Regions from separate parts of the Cricetulus griseus genome. Here region 2 is linked to region 1. Evidence: chromatin contacts called from public Hi-C data. All regions are on one chromosome and are shown on one strand. The core of a region is the stretch at or near the end of the contact, and the rest is flanking DNA. Distances in the headings are between cores, read along the strand shown.

What was found. A called contact is a pair of places that touch in the nucleus more often than the background predicts.
Region 2: a contact with region 1 is called in a Hi-C map of fibroblasts, with 6 times the contacts expected there. The contact joins two enhancer-like sites. A contact is called at or near these places in 4 of 8 Hi-C or Micro-C datasets (the CHO-K1 cell line, fibroblasts and liver).

Annotation. Positions count from the first base shown.
Region 1 is chr7:12,281,692-12,288,941 of CriGri-PICRH-1.0, forward strand. No RefSeq gene overlaps it. Among named protein-coding and RNA genes, the nearest start is that of Fosl2, 53 kb to the right of the region's middle. Within about 2 kb of position 3,375, at least 2 of the 6 cell types and tissues checked have open chromatin away from gene starts, as enhancers often do. A contact at or near this core is called in fibroblasts, where this site is marked.
Region 2 is chr7:12,868,700-12,876,241 of CriGri-PICRH-1.0, forward strand. No RefSeq gene overlaps it. Among named protein-coding and RNA genes, the nearest start is that of Mrpl33, 11 kb to the left of the region's middle. Within about 2 kb of position 5,347, at least 2 of the 6 cell types and tissues checked have open chromatin away from gene starts, as enhancers often do. A contact at or near this core is called in fibroblasts, where this site is marked.

The DNA of each region.
Region 1 (7,250 bases), core at 2,125-4,624:
GGCTTAGGAGGTATAGGAACCTGACAAGTACCTGAGACATGATGACAGGGGCAAGACTTATGATTGAAGGCTAGTGGCATGGCTTGACGGGTAATGGCACAGCCCAGCCTGCTGACCTGAGTTTGATCCCCAGGCCCCACATGGTGAAAGGAGAGAGCCAATCATTTCCACATGTGCTCTGGGGTACATGAATGAGCACACACACACATTCGCGCGCACTCATGCACACACATGGGGAAAAGGGGGGGGGAGACTAAACAAATAAATGTTTAAACATTTAGAAGGAAAGCAGAAATGTTCTTGGAGAAGGGACGGTCACCAGATTCTACAGGAGCTGAAATGGTACTTTCATCTGTGCAGATGCTGAAGGGGTCGTTACATTCTTCACATGTGGGGCTGGCTAATGTGACGCTGACAGACAGATCCTTGCTGTCAGGTATGGCTAGTAAAGGTCAGGGTTGGAGGCTTAGCTACATCACCCTCAGAGGTAGCCTGGTGTCCCCTACTGATAGGTGGAAAGAGAAAGCCTTAATGGAGGACAGAGTTTGGTGGACTTCACAGCCAACAGTGGTAGAGTCAGAGCAATTGTATCTTTCAGCCAACACACACACACACACACACACACACACACACACACACACACACACACAGAGAGAGAGAGAGAGAGAGAGAGAGAGAGAGAGAGAGAGAGAGAGAGAGAGAGAGAGACATACACAGACACAGACACACACACACACCATCCCTGCTTGGTGTCTGGACACAGCTCCTGGGCAGCTACTTATAGTATCATTGGGTGTCCTTAATAACAGCCAAGGCCACTGTTACTCATTCCTGGCCAGCCTCAATTCTTATGCTTGCCATCTGACTCCGTGCTAGACCAGGGGGTCCTCATTCTCAAATGGAAGACAGCCTGCTTCTCAGTGTAGAGACGCCACACTTCCTCTATCCCAATCCTCCACATTTCTAGGGGGGCATTTGGGCCCCCTTCTGGTAGAGCCAGACCCCAGTAGGCCATAGACTCCAGGAGGACCCTTCATCCTCAAGATCACCTTCTTCACACAGGAGGCCACAAACCTTCCCACAGCCCCAGATTAAGGTGGCTTCTGTGGGGTTTCCCCTGGGGCCCTGAGCCGCCACTGTTCTTCCAGAAGAATGAAGCCACCCTACCTGGCTTTGGGTGCCAACATTGCCCATTTCTTGCAGGCACTAAAGTCCCAGACATATTTGTGCTCCTCCTGCTAACATTAATTTGAGACTATTTCAAGGGAAACTCTGTAGTCTGCCCGCATTTGATTCACACCCACTGAGCTCATCAAAACCAGAACAATTTGGTAATAGTTGCTGGGTTTACTGGACGCCCTCTGGGATCTGTGAAAAAAGAAAAAAAAATCTCCGTTCCTCAGAAACAGGAAGTTTCGACAGAAGGAAGGAGATGGTTGCAGAAATCAACATTTGAATTGTCCCTGCCTGTTGAGAGGTTCTGTGTTCTGGTGTTCACTGGCCAGTCACCACACTTCCTTCCTTTGGCAGGTCAGCAAACATGGATTCAGTCCAGCACCTACTGTGCTCAGGGGGAGGCAATGGTCAAATTGCCACAGTTTGAGGCTAGCCTGAGCTACATATAGTGAGTTCCAGGCTAGTCTGAGCTACAGAGTGAGAGTATGTCTCAAAAAACCAACAATACAATAAAAGGCTATTGGTCACATTGGAATGGGGCCTGTGATCTCCTGGTAATTATCTCTTTAAAGGCCTTTTCTCAGCTAGGCATGACATGTGCCTGTAATCTCAGCGCTCAGGTGTTTAGGGCCATCTTCAACTATATATTGAGTTTGAGTCTAACCTGGGCTACATGAGACCAGATTACAAACAAGTAAATAAATAAACCATAAATGCAAAAATAAATGTCTTTTGTCTAAATGTTGTCATATTCAGAGATCCTAGGAGTTAAGATTTCAATAGGTGAATGTGGAGGGCTGGAGGCAGCACCACTGGGTCATGTCTTCCTCTTTGAGCAACATCTGCAGCTAGAGTCCTGGGTGAGGTTATCATAGGACTTTCTACAGAAGGGTGGCAGTGATCATCATGCCACCAGATCTGGGTTCACAGCTGGCCCCTTTATTTCGTATCAAGGTGACAGAGCCCTAGTTCCAGGTCCTGGAAGCCTATGTTTCCACAGAAACACAAGGAAGATGTTGTCTGCATCACAGGGAACAAATGTGACAATCCAGAAAGTTCATCAGTGTAAGGCACAGGGTCAATCCCAAGACATGGTAGATGCTCACAAAACTCAAGTTCTTTTCCTAAGCATGCTTCCCACTGGAGCTTCTTTCTGCAGGAAACTAAGGATGCTCCCTAACAGTTCCCTGGGGAGAAGTGAGCTAGGCAACCTAAGAAACAAAGACACAGACTAAAATACTAGTCACTCCAAAGCTGAATGCTGACTGTGGGCCCTTATGCCTTAAGCCTGGGCCACTAAGACACTTAGGCACCTCACAGAATGTGGGCAGGACTACTAGCCCTCATCTGACTCATGATCCCCTGGCCTGTTATTGTGTCCAAAAGAGTCTTTAAGCTACATATGGTGGTACTGGCCTGTAATCTCAGAACACTGGATTAGAAGCAGCAGAATTAGAAATTCAAGGCCAGCCTTGGATGGTACAAGAGACCCTGTCTCAAAAACCAGAGAAGCAGGGGCTGGGGAGCTCTGTTTCAAAGGCATTCAGGTCTGTCCTGAACTTGAACATGAACATGAACACTCACTCTTGAACTTCAAAGTATGGCAGCAGAAACCGAGTTAGGTCCAAGCTGAGCCCAGCTTGAAATTTGATCCTGGAGGATCAAAAAACAAGTCAAAGTTGACAAGGCCTTCATCTCAGAGGAAATCTTCATAGCCCATGGCAAGGCTGGACTGGGAATCAAGGGTTTTGCATTCTAATCCCAACCCTGATATTTTCCATTGATGGAACACTAGTAAGTCATGCCAGGGGTCGGACGGGGGCACCCATAGGCCAAAGTGGAAGTCATATGCTTGATAAACATGAATTAACATCTTAGTAAGTCCAAAAGGAGTTCCACTGGCTCCTCTTCTGGTTAACACAGACTTCTCTGAATACCGAGGGGTGAAGAGAGAAGTCCTTTAGACTCTGCTGTCCCTAAACTGCCTACATTTGATGACTACACGCCCACTTTACAGCAGATGAAGGGTGCATCTTTTCTTAAGAAGTGGAACATTTCCTGCTTTGGAGGAAGAGAGATGGGGTTCTTCCTGGACCACACTGCCTCTCCAGCATGCCCCCCCCCACCAGTACCACACCTCCCTCCCTGAATTACTCACTCCTGGAAATATGACTGATGACATCGGGATGAGTAAGAGGCTCGTGCGCGTCACAGCTGGGAGGGTGAATGAGTTCAACGCTCCCTAGAGCACAGCCACATAGGTCTATCTGTACCAGGAGTCCAGACAACACAAAAGGCCTGGTGTGTGTGTGTGTGTGTGTGTGTGTGTGTGTGTGTGTGTGTGTGTGTGGCGTGGCACAGGGAGGCTGGCCTTTATTTAGTAATGAATTACAAGTCTGAATCCACTGCTCTTTCCTTTTTCATTCATGTATTTTATGTATGTGAGTGCCCTGTCTTCATGCACACTAAAAGAGGGAATCAGATCCCATTACAGGTGGTTGTGAGCACCCGGTGGTTGCTGAGAATTGAACTCTGAGAATTGGACACCTCTGGAAGAGCAGTCAAGTGCTCTTAACCAACGAGCCATCTCTCTAGGCCCAGCCATTGCTCTCTCTTAATAGACCCAGAGTGATAGTAGCCTTTCTCAGCAACAGGTAACAACTGTAACGCCATCCTAGATGAGTGGGGACAGACGACTGTCTCCTTTAAGGATGGGGCTGACTGTTTCTGACCCAGTTACCCAGCTCCACCCCAGTACAGTGCGGTACAGAAGCAGGTCTGAAATTGCCAGCCCAGCCTCAGCTGCTTTAGAAGGGCTCCAACCCCAGGGATCACCCTTGCAAGGTGTGTGTGTACAATGGGTGTGTGTGTGTTTATGCTTTGAGGGACACCCAAATTCATGGTGTCAGTCAAGCAAATACTTTGTGTCTATTTTCCATTTCCATGTGTCTCATTTTGGAACAGTTAGTGGACATGGGGTCAGAGCAAAGGAATGTATTAATTCAATGCATTTTGAAATGTCTCTTTAACATTCTTAGAGTTACAGTGCGAGTTAAGAATACTAATAGAGGCAAAACAACATGCAAGCTAGACTCTCCTGGCACTTGGTAAATAGGGCTGAAACACCAGTTTCCCCATACCTAACATGGGCGTAGTCAGGACATGGATGGTATGGAAAATAACACCAGGACCGTGAAGCATGAGGCAGCCCCACCTCCGTGTTCTCACCAGACAGTGGCATAAAACACTCCCCAAGCAGCTACTCCCCAAGAAGCTCCAAACAATGTTCTTCACATACCTTGAGGACTGCTTTTCAGGAGCTACAGGATTTCTTCTGAGTTGTTTTATATGAGAATGGAAGGTAATGCTCAAAACCTTTCCAGACAGATGGACTATGAATTTGGAAGAGTATATTATGAGCTGGGCATGGGGGTACCTGTGATCTCAGCACTTGGAAGGCTGAAGGAGGATTATTAGTTTGAATTCAGCCTGATCCACACATTGAGACCCCTCTCTCAAAATTAATTGCTCCCCATTAGCCTCCAGGCCAGAGAAACAGTGTCTCCTAGCTAACATTCTTCAACATCAGGCTTGGCTTGCTAGCAGTTTCCTACAAGGCAGGTTACCTTGAGTAATCTACTCAGTGTGTAAGAGATAACTCTCCAGTCCCTACTGCCATTTACCAGTGAGGATTCCTGATGCTAGACAAGCCACCGGGACCTTTCTTAGTGTACAGAGTGACTTTCTGGGAGGTTCACAAAGGACCAGGTCACTGGGGTGACTTCTCTCAGAGCCACTGTTTCTGCCCAATGAGCCTTTGGAGTGTGGTGTTCTCTGGGTCATACTGAGAGACCAGGACCAACCATTCTGCTGCTCCAGTGCTATCAGGGTAGATGTGGGCTTGGAGGCTGCTCCTTGCCTTTCCTGGGTCTCCCAGATTCTGAACTCTAACCACAATAGAGGCTGCCGTCTCTCCAATTCCCCCAGTATCTCTCTCTCCACACAGCCTAAGAGACCTCTTTCTAGCTCTAGAAAAACTGCTGGCTGAGTGAGGGCATGAAAGCTACTCTCTATCATGCTCTTTTCCAAATGTGTGCCCTTGTTGCCTTAAGAACTTGAGATGGCTCAGTGGTGAAGAGCATTGGCTGCTCTTCCAGAGGACCCAGGTTCAATTCCCAGCGCCTACATGGCAGCTCACAACTGTCTGTAACTCTGGTTCCAGGAGATGCAACACCTGTACACAAATTCAGACATACATGCAAACAAAACATCAACACATATGAAATTAAAAAAAAAAAAAAAAAGAACTTAGGTTCTGAAAACCAAATCCAAGACTGAGCCGCAGAGTGGCAAACACTGGGGGAAGTGAGCTGCAGTTTTAGGAAGAAAACACTACCCCACAGAGAGTTCTCACTGCCTTATTTAGGGCTTTCAGGGAAGCTATAGGAATCACAACAATATGCTATTGGCAGGAGAACAGACAAGAGGATTAAGGAAACAGAATAGAGGCCAGCGTGGGTCCCCAGGCGTGCATAGCACTGCCCCTCAGCAAAGGCACCAGCATGTTTTGGTGAACAAAGGAAAGTCCATTCTAATTAAAGGCTGCTAGAACAACTGGATATCCCAAAGTATTACTTCACCTCATATTTAGACATTGTTTTGAGATGGACACAGACCGATGCAAACCTCTAAAGCTTTAAGTCTTCTAAATGTCTGTGGAAAGAAAATAAAAAAAAAAAAATACTGAGCCCAGAGCCTCATGAATGCTACATGGTGTGCTACACAGAGCCAGAGCCAGCCCATTTTTATGTCATTTTTAACAGTGAGGCAGCATCTCACTGTTCCCTAGACTAGCCTTGACTCTGTAGTTCAGACAGGACTTGAACAAGTATTCTCCTGCGTCAGTCTCTGGGGTAGCTACAATTACAGACCTCTATTGTCAGTCCTGGCAGAAGGCAAAGTTTCTTAAACAGGCCCCAAAGAATCCAAATGAGTAAAGAATAAGGGCTAGGGTTGGGAGGAAGCCAGAAAGATGACTCACTGATGTGGTTGCTACACAAGAATGAGGACCTGAGTCTGATCCTCGGGACTCAGGTAAAAAGCCAGGTGTGATGACGAAGGCAGAGGCAGGAGGATCCCTGGACCACCCAGTGCAGCCAAATCCATGAGCTCCGTGAGAGGCCTTGTTTCAAAGACTAACATGGAAAGTGATCAAGAAAGATGCAGTGTCAACCTCTGGCCACACCACACATGTACATACACACAAGTGCACACACACACATTCACATGCACACAGACATGTGTACACACACATATGCACACACATTCATATACACACAGACATGTGTACACATAACACACATTCACAGACATGTGTATGTACACACACATTCATATACACACGGATGTGTACATACACACACACACACACACACACACACACACACACACACACACCAGAAAACCCATTGGTAAGTTGAATGTCATCAACATTCCTGTTTATTTCTGGCCTGTTATTTAAACCAAACATTGCTATATTGTCTAGGCTGGCCTCAAATTCATAATCCTCCTGCCTAAGCCTCACTCAGAACCATCCACTCCCCATTAAAAATAATATTTAAATTGGCATATTTTCATTGTTATACATGGTATGGCTTTTATAGAAACATTTTCATTAGGGTAAAAATGTGGGTTTTTTTTCCTTTTTTTTTTTAAATAAAAAAACATTGAGTTTGGTGAAGTGGCACTTGGGAGGCTGTGGTAGGAGTGTTAGGAGTTTGAGACCATCCTGGGCTACATAGTGAATTCTAGGCCAGCCTGAAATATAGAATAAGACCTTGTCTCAAAATAAAAGACATGGCTAAACAGGCAAGCTGGTCTGAAAAGAAAGAATCACAAAATCCATGTCTGTCAAAGTTCTCACATCCAGAGTATATTAATACCAACAAATTAATAAATTCAAAATTCCAAAGGAAGACAGCTGACAAAGGAGAGAGCCAAAAATCTAGGTGTGGCCATGCACACCTGCAATCCAGCACTAGGGAGGGCAAAGCAGGGCGACTGTGAGTTTGAAG
Region 2 (7,542 bases), core at 4,097-6,596, 590 kb after region 1:
CGGCAGCCATAACAGCTGAACACGTGCTTGTCTGACCTTGCCTTAGTCACTAAGAGGTTAGATGCCTGCCTCATGGCAAGGAACCAATCAGTGGTGCTATGCTTTACGGCTCTGGGTGTGCTTTATGGACAGGTACACAGCAATGGTATGCAGAGCATAGCAACCACCCTGGGAGGGCCTATGGGCCATAATAACCAGTTGACCAGTCAACACAGGGCAAGCCCTCCAAGCCTGGAGGCTCACCAATCCTGAGCCTGTGTGTACCCCTAGATACTCCCCTTATGCTGCCCTATAAGATCTCTATGCTGACGCTTTGAGCTGTCTTTCTAGCCAACCACCATGGTGGATGGATGGAAGGCCGGAGCTAACATGGTGTTAGCTTGTTAAACAACTATAATAAAGCCTCATGCAGTTTGCATCAAGCTTTCGACTCTGCCTGGTGATTGGGGTGACCTCGGTCCTGGGCTGAGATCCTGGAGGCCTGAGCTTTCCGGGGGTCTTACAACCTAAGTTCAAACTCCAGGACCCACAGAGTAGAAGGAAAGAACTGGTCTCCACAAACTGTCCTCTGACTCCACGCACGAAGTGTGGTGTGTGTCCACACATATACTCTCTCAGATGCACACAATAAACCAATCAATAAATGTAATAAGAATAAGATAGAGAACAATGAAAGGAGACTGTCAACACCCACCTCTGCCCTCATGAGCATATGCACACATTCGCATGCAACATGCTGGCACGCACACAGATTCCCCATCTGAAAGGAAATAAGTTTCCACTACTTTCCCCACGCTGACCTAACCCCTAACCTTATTTGTAAGTGGCCCAGGAAGCAGAGACACAGCCTTAACAATGTCCCTGCAGCTTCTCCAAGGAATTTGAAGATGGCTCCTGCCCAGTGTACAGTCCATGGAAATAGGGAATGAATCCCACACTGAACATGTGACTTAGTTGTCTGCTGTTCAACATCTCTGCTATAGACCCCTATGATGGACCCCTGGGGGGCGGGACTTGTTAAGAAAGAAGGGTCAATTAACTTCTCCTTGTTTTGGAAGAGAATTCAGGGGCAGGCTGACTCGGTCCTGCAAATTCTGAGCCTTTTAAAGCCACTTTCAGATGTGTCTGTGTTTCATTTTGTTGACCCAGAGAGACAACCAGTTGTCATGCTCACAAGAATGACCTAACTTGAGCTTCTGTGGTTTGGGATTCTGCCTGCCTGCTTTTTTGCCCTGTTTTGCCTGCAAGGCAGGAGCCTGTTCTCCTAGCCAAGAGATTGTGGTTAGTTTCCTGGCCTCCGCCCCACATGGGGACACACCTGCACCCCTGAGGGAGGGAGAGCCTGTGGAGGGTCTGTGGGGCCAGAACTGAGTCACTTGGCTGGATGTGAGTCAAAAGACATTAGAACAGCACTTTGGCACTTGGAGAACCCACACAAAAATCCTCTTGCATGTGACAATCCAACCCATCTTCAAACTAAACCAAGAAAGGGATTACAGTTTGGTGTCTCCTCTTGCCAGCCCTGGAGTTTGTTCTTCATGCAGAATTAACACAAAAGAAACCTTAGCAATCACACTCACACAGGTGAAGACACTTTAAATTGACATCCGAGCCCCTCCCGATGGCCACCAAACTATTGAAACAATAGACCCCAAGAAATTGGAATTTCCCCAGGAGTCTCAATCTGAGAGAAGGAAAAAGCTGAAGCCTCGAGCCAGCCAAAGGGGAATTTATCTCCAGGAAAGAGATCTCACAAAGTTCTCACAACTTGCTGGACCACCTTGAAGGAGAGAATGGAGCTGAGACAATGGTGGTGGGAGGAGCCACATCTTGACAAGGATTGCTTTGCCTCTGGGCCTCTTAAACAGAGTACTTAAGCCTTAACTTCCTGCCAGACCCCTATGACAGACCCATGGAGAACGTGATGCCCAATGTGGCTACACTGAATAAATTTTTTTTTTCTGTTTTTCACTATAACTTGCCTAATTCTCTATTGGGGGTAGATAGCTGAGCCTAGCTCATTGTGGCTGCCAGGGCCCAGGCTCTGACCCTAATACTCTGGGTAACATCCCTGGAGGGTGGAGCCCTGCCCCTGACAATACCGCACTCATGTACTGCCCTGTATCAAGATCAGGAAAGCTCAGAAAACCACACCAGAGGCCATTCATTGACTTAGGTTTTTTTTATCCAAATCACTTTCCCGTCTTGGAAAATTATTTGAAATGTAAAATGAATAAACCCTCTTCCCCCCCATATAAAGGTTTCCCTTCATGTCCAGGAATAAGCTAGCCATCCATGATGGCATATGGGAAGTAGAGGCCAGAAGACTATGAGCTCAAGATAATCCTTGGCTAATTAGCAAGTTCAAGATTAGGCTTGGCTACATGAGACCCTTTCTCTAACAACAACAACAACAACAATAATAATAATAATAATAATAATAATAATAATAACAACAATAATAATAAAACAAGGGTGGAAAGTTAGTTCAATGGGTAAAAACACTTGCCACTCAATCCTGGGGATCTAAATTCAATCCTTGGTATCCACATAAAGGTAGGAGAAAAATGACATGACAGTACTGTCCTCTGACTTCTACACAGGCACTGTATAGCACATGAGCCACACATGTGCACACACATATTGTGCAGATACTGTAATAATAATACATTTTAACTCCAAGTGCCTTAAAAGTAATGAAGTGTTTTGGATAGGTAACCATCTTTTTCTGATCAGAATTCCCACTCAGCAGCTACACCCAGCACATCTCTGTGCAGAGAAGAGTTTCTGGCCTCTTCTATAAATTAAAATTTCCTGTTAGATTTCTTTTATAATTCCACCCTGATCATCACAAAAAGTGGGGAGTCCAGCCTGGGCTCATGGAGGCTGCAAGGAGAAGAAAAGCTTTAACTGCTTCTGCCTCGGGTCTTGGTCCCTAACAGTTTTGTAAGCGCTGAGTCTCAGAGGCTGGAACAGGGCAAGGGAAGCCAGTCCAGCTCCGGCTTCCTTTCACGCTCTGCCCTCTGCCGAAAGGACAGCTCCACCTCATTGCCACAGTGACAACAGGTGCCTTTCGGTGCTGCCACCCGAACTCCAGCTTCAGGTAGAAAGCAGGCAGTGCTCTCACAGGGTGACACCCTCCACAGGACCCTGCAGCAACTCTATCCAAACAGAAATTAGCAGTTCACATCTATTTCCATCTGTCCTGGCTAGTTTTATGTCAACGTGACACAAGTTACAGTCTGAAAGGAGGGAACCTCAGTTGAGAAAATGCCTCCTTATTATCAGGCTGTAGTAGCTGGGCAGTGGTGGTACACAGGCCTTTAATCCCAAAACTCAGGAGGCAGAGACAGGTGGATCTCTGTGAGCTCAAGGCCAGCCTGGTCTACAGAGTGAGTTCTAGGACAGCCAGTACTACATAAAGAAACCCTGTCTTTTAAAATAAAACAACAACAAAAAGATCAGGCTGTAGGGCATTTTCTTAATTAGTGATTGATGGGGGAGGGCCTAGTCCATTGTGGGTGGGGCAATCCCTGAGCTGGTGGTCCTGGGTTCTATAATAAAGCAAGCTGAGTGAGCCATGAGGAGCAAGTCAGTAAGCAGCACCCTCCATGGCCTCTGCATCAGCTCCTGCTCCAGGTTCCTGCCCTGACTCCCTTTGATGATGAACGGTGATGCTGAAGTGTAAGTCAAATCAACCCTTTCCTCCCCAGCCTGTTTTGGTTATGGTGTTTCATCACAGCAATAGTAACCCTAACTAAAATACTGTCTCTTTGGAGGGAACACCTTTGAGAGATTCAAATGGCTTAAATGCAAACTGGTAAAACCAGGGTCCTCCCCCAGCTAGCCATCTGAAACAAAGGGGACAGTGCCTTTGCTAAGAGGGAGAAGTGGGGTCCTCCTCCAGCTGGAGCCAAAGCCTTTCCAAAGATATTACTATGACGTGGGATAAGTGGGCCGATTTAGTTTGGTGTACAGTGAACTACATGGCTGCTTCAGTGTAGTTTCCAGTTCTCAGAGTCACTAATTAGCTCTAGACTTAAAGGTTAATGAGATAAAACATCTATAAATCAGGTTGATGGCTGATGCAAGAAGAAGGCCCCCAACTCCTGCTCTATTGCACTAACACCATAATTGTTCTATTTCGGGCTGTCCAGATGATTAAATTTGATTACATACTACTGTATGTGAACAAATGGATAATCATAAAATATGTTCTTAAATTATGAGCTACCTTGCTCAAGGCTTCTTTCTAAATTTAGTTTTTCAACGCCAAGGGGAAAATGAGCCAATCAATTATTAACCAAATTAATCATCTCAGAATGAACTTACTTGGGGGAAGATTTAGAATTGAATTTTCCCTCGCAGAATGAATTCTATATGTTGTATTCAAAATCCATGTTCTGGGGGCCGGTGAGATGGCTCAGGGGGTAAAGCATTTGCTGCTCAAGTTCAAGGAGCTGAGTCTAACTGTCCATTAGTCATTTAAAGAAAAATCAGCCATGGTGGCATACATTTGTCACCCTATCACTGGGCCTGAGGAAGATAGGGGTAGATTCTGGGAACTTCCTGTGTGCCACCACATTTGATTTTGGAATTGATTTTATTATCCATGGAAGTCAGAAGACAGCTTTATGGAGTTGGTTCTCTCCTATTTACCTGGATGGGTTCCAGGATTCAACTTAGATCACCCGGCTCTTGTGGTAAGTGGCCTTATCCACTGAGACATCCAGCCAGGCCAGTATTTTCTTTTTTAACGTAAGAGTTTGAAAGAGTTACTGTGCTCCTGCTAAAGAGATAGTAACACAGAGCTCATTTCTACTGGCTAGATGGGGCCTTAAATGGAAACTGCATCCCTCAGGTGTGTTTTGAGGCCTTTGGCTCTACAGAGGACATTTTTGGATCTGACACTCTCTGATCCCCTCAGACTGGATCCATGTCCTACTGGAAGACCTCATGAGAAGCAGATCCTCCAATCGGCCTGTCTTGTTCTGAACACCTTGCTGCGAGAGTTCCCAGCAGACATGTCAGCTCTCCAAGGCTGTGGGTCAACAAAGCCAACAAAAGAATGCAGGTAACTCCTGAGGAAGAATCATCTAACAGTTAGGGGGCTCACAGGGTGAGCCCCATTGCAGTAATAAAACAGAATGGGAAGGGAAGAAGTAAAAGCTGGAACCTTGCAGGGAGCAAAGCCTTGCAGCTGCAGCCCTGAGTGGGCCAGCCCTGCTGGCCCTTGTCTTTGTCCTCAAAGAACAACACCAGCCTTGGTCAGCCTGTTGCATCAGCTGCTACACGTCTTCCCCACCCCAGGAAGTGGTGAGGAGGGTTAAGTAACAGCCTGTGAGGCAACTACTCAGGGCAGCTGGAAATCTGGGGGAGGCTGGCTCTCTCCTTCCAGCCAGGCTCCACCCAACAGCCTCTCCTTAAATTCAAATCCAAGAAGGAAAAGCACTCAACTGCCAGAGTCCTCCCCACTGTCCAGACAGTGATCCACCCCTGGTAGCCACTTGGTGAAAGGAGAAAACAGATCCCTGAAAGCTGACCTCTGACCTCCACATGTAAGCCTGTGATATTTGGAGGTGAGCATGTGCACACATATACAATAGACAGATAAATATTAAAAAAGAAAAAAAGTCTAAAGACTTCTTTGGATAGGAGAGATGGCTCAGTAGTTAACAGTACTTCCTGCTCTTGCAAGTATTGGTTTCCAACACCCACATCAGGCAGCTTACAACCCCCTGTAACTCCAGCTCCAGGGTATCCAGTGTCCTCTGGACTCCATAGACACTGCACAAAGCTGGTGTGCCTAAACTCACACAAGTGCATACATACATGTAAGTTTTTTTTAAAAATCTTTAAAAGAGTTTCTCTTCTTTCTTTTTAAAATTATTTTTCCATGTATGGGTGTTTTACCCACTTGTCATTGACATTTTACAAGACATTTTACATAGACACTTGTCTATGTATCATGTGTGCCTAGGGACTGTGGAGGCTAGAAGAGGGTGTCAGACTTCCTGGAGCTGGAGTTATAGACAAGTGTGAGCTGCCATGTAGGTGCTGAGAACCAAACCCAGGTCCTCTGGAAGAGCAGCCAGTGATCTTAACCACTGAACCATCTCTCTAGCCTCATGTAACTCTGGCTGTCCTGGAACTCTTTCTGTAGACCAGGCTGGCCTCAAACTCAGAGATCCACCTGCCTCTGTCTCCCAAGTACTGGGATTAAAGGTGTGCACCACCACTTCGGGGCAACTTTTTCTTAATTAAAAGAAAAAGAACTACTGACAATATACTTGACTCAAAGGTTATATTAGTTATTATTACACACAAATTCTCTCATTATTTTAAAATTATTATTATTGTGATAATGATGATGACATTTGCTGAGATAGGTCTCAATCTGTAGTCCAAGCTAGCCTTGATCACACAGTGATCCTCCTGCCTCAGCCTCCTAAGGGCTGGGGTACAAGTGTTCCCTACCACATCCAGCTTACATTCTTTATTAATATACATTCCTGGGAGCTGGGAGTCAAGCTTTAGCTTGAAGATCATCAAGGATGGAACCCCTCCCCCATAATCATCAGCTTGTAAAGTCAGGAACTAAAACTGCAAGAGTTTGATTACAGGTTAAAAGAACAGGCCTGGGTGGAGACAAGACATTCTAAACTGTCCGAAAGATCATACGATTACTATCTAGTTAGAGGTTTTCTGGTAAAGGGCAAAGACATACTAATTGTCCCTTCAGAGTTAATCCCAATGGGCCTGTCAATCACTTCGATAAGGAAATGCCCTTCAGGAAGCTGTCTGTTCCAGAAACTTCAAGAAATAGTATAAAGCCAACCTGAAATGTAGGTTGGTTTCTCTGGCCACTGTCCAGCCTCACTTCTTAAGAGTGTTTTCCTCCACAGTGGCTGCTTTGAGCACCCTCGTCTTCTCTGTGGTGAATCCTACCATCTGGATGGAGGCTTGTGCTTCTTGCCTGCTTTTTAAAATTGTGTGTGTGGACATGCTCCTGCTTGTCACGGTGTATGTATGGGGATTAGAGGACAACGTTTCAGAATCTGTTCTCTCTGTTTATATGGGTTCCAGAAGTAGAACTCAGTTGTCAGGCTTTTGCTGCAAGCATCTTTACCCCCTGAGCCATCTCACTAGCCCAATTCAGGATTCTTTCTATGTAGATCATCAGGCCCAGGGAGCTGAAGGGATTCCAGAGTGAGGTCCAAGTTACAGAGTCCTAGCTGGTTCTCTGTGTAAAGGTGAACAACTTCCTTGGTCCACTGGCCCCTGAGAAATGCAGCCACAGTGAGCTTGTGGGTCCTGGCTCCCCGTCTTCCCTGGTGCTTGTTTATGAACCTATCCTTGCCGGGTGGTTGGTGGCACATGACACAGACTGCGGGGCTGAGGGTCAGTATATGTAGTTTTGTTGAAGGACACGTGCTCTTTTGAGACCCTTCTGAGAGCTCAAGCAGATTCTTTTTTTTTAAGATTTATTTATCACATATACAGTGGTCTACATGCAGTATGCCTGCAGGCCAGAAGAGGGCA